Regions from separate parts of the Mus musculus genome. Here region 1 is linked to region 2. The links are chromatin contacts, called in public promoter capture Hi-C maps. All regions are on one chromosome and are shown on one strand. The core of a region is the stretch at or near the end of the contact, and the rest is flanking DNA. Distances in the headings are between cores, read along the strand shown.

The links. Promoter capture Hi-C pulls out the DNA fragments that hold promoters and counts their contacts.
Region 1: a promoter capture Hi-C map of neutrophils shows a contact between it and region 2, with 3 times the contacts expected there. The contact joins the promoter of Acads here to the promoter of Mvk in region 2. A contact is called at or near these places in 4 of 39 promoter capture datasets (hippocampal neurons, liver, neutrophils and 1 more).

Annotation. Positions count from the first base shown.
Region 1 is chr5:115,118,016-115,120,715 of GRCm38.p6, forward strand. It overlaps Acads (acyl-Coenzyme A dehydrogenase, short chain), which reads right to left and starts at 1,331. Exons shown (of 10, transcript NM_007383.3): 1 at 1,210-1,331. The coding sequence starts at 1,255.
Region 2 is chr5:114,442,846-114,445,545 of GRCm38.p6, forward strand. Mvk (mevalonate kinase) reads left to right here and starts at 1,424. Exons shown (of 11, transcript NM_023556.3): 1 at 1,424-1,518; 2 at 2,543-2,634. The coding sequence starts at 2,557. Mmab (methylmalonic aciduria (cobalamin deficiency) cblB type homolog (human)) reads right to left here and starts at 1,182. Exons shown (of 9, transcript NM_029956.4): 1 at 1,031-1,182. The coding sequence starts at 1,146.

The DNA of each region.
Region 1 (2,700 bases), core at 81-2,580, 680 kb after region 2:
TGGAGGAATGGTTCAGCAGTTAAGAGCACTTGTTGCTCTTTCAGAGGAACCAGGCTACAGAGTGGCTAATTGTCTGTAATGAAAGGTCCAGAGGATCCAACACACTCTTCTGGCCTCTGTGGGACACGGCACACTTATGCAGGCACACATGCAGGCAAAGCACTCATACAAATAAAAATAAAAATAAACTTTTAAGAAAAAAAAAGAGCACCACTCCACCCCCCCACCCCCCACCCCCCCACCCCTGTCTCAATAGAAAAAAAAAAAAATGTATTGATACAATGTCAACAGAGTGTTACAGAAAAGCCCAGGCTAACTGAATGCTTAACTGCTCGCTAAACACTTCCTCCATATAATCCCATTTACAACACCTCGGAAATGGATTTTAAGTTTCACTGGGTCTGGGGTCTGGGAGTTCTATAAAATGTGGACAAGAACAGAACTCAGCTCCCGGCAGTGGAAAGATTAAAGAAGTACTTAATGGCTTATTTAACACTGATCTAATTGTTAATGTGACTCTGGATTAGCCAAAGGAAGCGGTGGCCATAGTGTCAGGGCTGCTGCACAGGAGAGGAAACACTATTAAAAATAAGTATGCCGGGCGTGGTGGCTCACGCCTTTAATCCCAGCACTCAGGAGGCAGAGGCAGGCGGATTTCTGGCTGGTCTACAAAGTGAGTTCCAGGACAGCCAAGGCTATACAGAGAAACCCTGTCTCGAAAAACAAAACAAAAACAAACAAACAAAAAAGTAAATGCTAACGTTAAGAAAACACGTTAGATGCCAACCACGATGCATCCTGTGATTTAATAGAGCTCTGAGGATGGAAACAGTTGACACTTGGACCACTTGATGCAGAGAGGTTGAGAGTTATGTCCAAGGTCATAGGTCGGAGTTAAATGCCAAGCCCCTCCCCCCACCCCCCGCCATGAAGGACCAACTCACCCAGAACCTCAGCTAGGACTGAAATGGCGTAAGGGGTGTGGATAGGGCCGCATAAGGGGAGCTGGCGATGAGGGACCCGCGGGAAAAGCGCCGAGCAGGAGCCCGGATCCCTCAGAGTCTGGGCCTTGCACCGGCCAGAGGCTACCAAACTAGGACAAAGGCCACGCGCAGCCACTGGGTGCTGCCCACTCGTCTGCCCGGGGCCACAGCAGGACCGGCCGCCAGGATCTCCGCCCTGTGACCCGCCCTGGGGCTCCGCACTCACCTCTACGGAGAGGGCCACGGGCCCGGGCGAGCAAGGCGGCAGCCATGGGCACAGACCTCCAGGACCTCCTGCAGCAGCTCTGGAGTTCCGGACGGCAGGGGCAGGGCCTGGGCCACGCCCACACGGCTGCAGGGGCGGGGCCGGCGCCGAGCCCGGGCCACGCCCACCGGGCCGCAGGGGCAGGCCTGAGACAGGCTCACGACCTAGGGTCCGGGCCTCACCCAGGAAGTCAACTTAATTCCAGCGACTTCTGAGCCTGAGGCAGAATTGCAGGTTCTCCCTGTATTACGGAGTAAATTCAAGCCCAGCTTGGGCAACTTTGCAGTATCTTCAAAATGAAAGTTTAAAGAGGGCGTGAGGAGGTCCTCCCTGCCTAGCAGACATAAGGCGCTGGGTTCAGTTTTAGGGAGAGAAGAGAAGAGCTAGCACCTACTCCTGCCCACCCACTTCTGCATCCTGTCAGCTGTCAGCGTAATCCCTGGCTCCCTGACCATCTTTGCTCGGCCACACAAGGCAGGCAGCTTTTGCCCTCTTGCCTGGATTTCATGCTACCATTCCTAGCCCACAGTTTTACATCCAGCCTTTTATTTTACTTATTTATTTACTATTCATCTCTCACACTAGTCTGTGGATTCCAAAAGGGCTGGAAGGGGGCTGGTGAGATGGCTCAGTGGGTAAGAGCACCCGACTGCTCTTCCGAAGGTCCAGAGTTCAAATCCCAGCAACCACATGGTGGCTCACAACCATCCGTAATGAGATCTGACTCCCTCTTCTGGAGTGTATGAAGACAGCTACAGTGTATGTACATAAAATAATAAAATAAATCTTTAAAACAAAACAAAACAAAAAACAAAAAGCCTGGAAGGCTCAGTATCTAGCCCATTGCATGGGGATGCTGGGCAGGAAGATTCCCTCCAGCCCTCAGATGTGAATGTGAAACAGAGCTACTGTCTTCTGCACCTCGTGGGGGGGGGGGGGGCAGAGCCCTGCTGGGAGTAGGGGTACTGCCCATTAACTCCAAGGGTTGAGGGTTGAGTCCTAGCACCCTCAGAACAACTTCGCTCGGTCCCAGAGACTGTCAGTGTCATTAGCTCCCTGGTTTACATGCACCCTACATATCTGCTCACTGAACTTCACAGCCCACCACTACCTAGAAAACAATACACTGAAGAGAGGGTGGTAGTTTAGACTGCAAATGATCCCATCTGTCCATTTCTTCCCCCACCCCCAAAGTCTGGAACTGCCTTTAAAGGGGGGGGGGGGCTTTCAAATAACGTGCTGACTCTTTGCCCAATCCTCTGGTCATCCATCCGTCTTCCCTACCTGGTCACCAGACAGAACCGGATGGAAGACGAAAGAGAGACACTGGAGCCTGAGAGGTGGTGCAGAGGGTAGACTTCACATGTGAGCATGACCTGAGTTGGAACCCCAGCATCCATTTGACCTGGGTGCAGGATTCCATCCGATGGGGACTGCAAAGACAAGGATTCT
Region 2 (2,700 bases), core at 174-2,673:
CGTGGTAAGTGGGAACGGCTGCGCCTCGGGGAGTGACGCCCAGCTTTCAGTCTGCAACCTCAGGGGCAGCACTTCTCTGCCTCTGGGATGGCAATCTCCCGTCAGCCATTTCCCCGCTGCCCCTTCCTGACAGCTTCCTGTCCCTGTCTCTACCTGTACAGCAGCTGCTGTAGCATACTGCTCAATAAAGATTCTTGGCAAATACTGGCAGGAAGGACTAACTGGTCACTCCATGTAGCCCTAGCTCCACAGTGGGCTAAAGCCGCTAGCTCCTGGAACTGCCCTTCAGCTTCTCCCACACTCCCAAAGTTAGCCATACGCTTCTCCGTTGAGGAAACTGGAGCCCACAAAGATTCAACTTCCTAGATCTCCAGGAAGAGACTGGGCTGGGATTCATGCCCAAAACCCTTCTACTGTAAGCCTGACCTGGTCCATTACCCTCCCCAAACTCTTGTCTCTTCTAACCCCAACACAGAAGTTAGCACTTCTGGGGGAAAGAAAACTAGGCCACTTGCACTTTTCTAAGATTTTTCAGTGTCAAGGAAAAAAAAAAATACACTGTCAAAATGGAATTTCAAAAATGCTATTTTAACTTAATTTTTTTTTTTTTGAGGACTGCGAATGAACCCCGACTCTGCCATTTTCAACTAGCAGTGCATAACTTAAAATTAAAATGTGAATTCACAAAATTATTTCAAAGTCAGAGGACTGGACAGGGAACGCTGATCATGAGGTCATGGTAGTCTGCAAGTCCCTATGCAAGTTTCTAAGTGTTACCATGTCTTCCTGGTGTCTTAATCCTAATCCAAACAAACTGCTTGGGGAGGCCGGACAAAACCCACAAGAGCATGCCCCTGCCCTGACTGACCACAGCTAGACTCCGTTAGAACTTGGGGAGGAAATCCTGGCCTCTGACGCCATGACGAGCCCAGTGACGTCAGGCCACATAGAGCACGTCATCGGTGTGATGTACCCACGGAAACAACCGTTCCTCCTCCGTGTTGAGTTACTCTCCAGGCCTGAAACTCACCTGTCCCCGTCTTCCCCGCCCTGAGGGCCACGGCTCTGGAAACGGGGACACAGCAGTCTGCAGGCGCTGAGACGCCCGCGCAGGCCGAGGCGACCCCCAAAGAGCCACACAGCCATGCGCACGGTAACGCATCCAAGACTGACCCGGCTAGGCACCCGTCCAGGCCCGGGGATGACTCCGCCCCGCAGCCGGCCGCGCCACCTCTCAATCGCTGTTTCCTATTGGCCTGGGGCACTCGCACCAGGGCGGGGCACTCCCCAGCTCTTGATTCCCATTGGATTACTTGTAGAAAGAGGCGAGGCAATTTCGGCTTGCTTGAAGTTCCCATTGGTTAATGTTTGACCCAATCTGTAAAGGAGCCCTTAGCTCCAGCTCTCTGATTGGCCTCAGGAAGACACACCCGCCTCCTTGGAACTCTCCCATCTGATATGGAGAAGACCGGGAGCTGCGGCCCGGGTTTCAGCTCACTTGGGCGCTGGCCGGGGCAGGTGAGAAGCCTGGGCTGCGGGATGGGCGGCGTGAGGACCGGGTCCCGGACACCCCGGGCCGGGCGCCGCGGTTCTCTGCCTTCGTGTCCTCGATCTGAGCGCTCGGCGACCTCAGATCGGACAGTTTCCCCTAGACTAGGGTCCCGTAGACTGGGCTACTTAGTGTGCAGTGGGGTGGCCAGTGAAGCCTTGAACCCGGGTGATTTTTGCATTATTTATAACAACGTAAAAATGCATGCACCCATAAATCCAGCAAAACCACTCTGTGACATGACTCTTGCCTTGCAGAAGTTCTTGTTTGAACGTGCAACACAGGGCGTTAACAGGTGAGTCCCGGCAGCCGCGTTTGTGATTGTGACAGGTTGGTTGTGGTCTTGAGGTCCGGGAAGGATTCTTTCTCCTGCAAGATTTTATCTAAACCTCGCGTTCCCACACGCATCAAACACATGGCCGTCCTCAGAGTAGGCAAGCAGTCCATGCCTGAGCTCATGTCAGTTTCTACTGGCAACAGCAGTGGTAATAAACTCTGGAGCTGAGAACCTGTCAGTGCCGAGTAGCTCAGTATAGTCAAGAGGCCACTTTGCCAGACAGACAGGCCTTGCTGCTGGTAGTCCTTTGAGTCAGCCTCCAGTATTGCCTCTATTATCTGATATATGGGAAACAGATTCATGGCATAAGACATTCTGGGGACGGAAGAGCTGTGGTCTGAACCCAGATTTTTTTTTTCCCATTGTCCACCTGACTGGCTCACTGCACTGTCATCCTGGAACATAGCTCTGGATGGTAGTTCTGGATGGAGTTTCTCTACATGCTCCTGGCTGTCCTGGAATTCACTCTGTAGACCAGGCTTGCCTCGTACACCCAGAGATCCACCTGCCTCTGCCTCCACAGTGCTGGGATGAAAGATGTTCACCTCCAAGCCCAGCCTTCCTGGTGTTTGTAACTAACATCTAGGGAACTTTGTTTCTCTCTCTCTCTCTCTCTCTCTCTCTCTCTCTCTCTCTCTCTCTCTCTTTCCTTGCAGAAGTCTCAGAAGCCATGTTGTCAGAAGCCCTGCTGGTGTCCGCCCCGGGGAAGGTCATCCTCCATGGAGAACACGCTGTGGTCCATGGCAAGGTAAAAAGTCCCCAGGGAGCTGGGCAGTGGTGGCGCATGCCTTTAATCCCAGTTCTGAATTTGAGA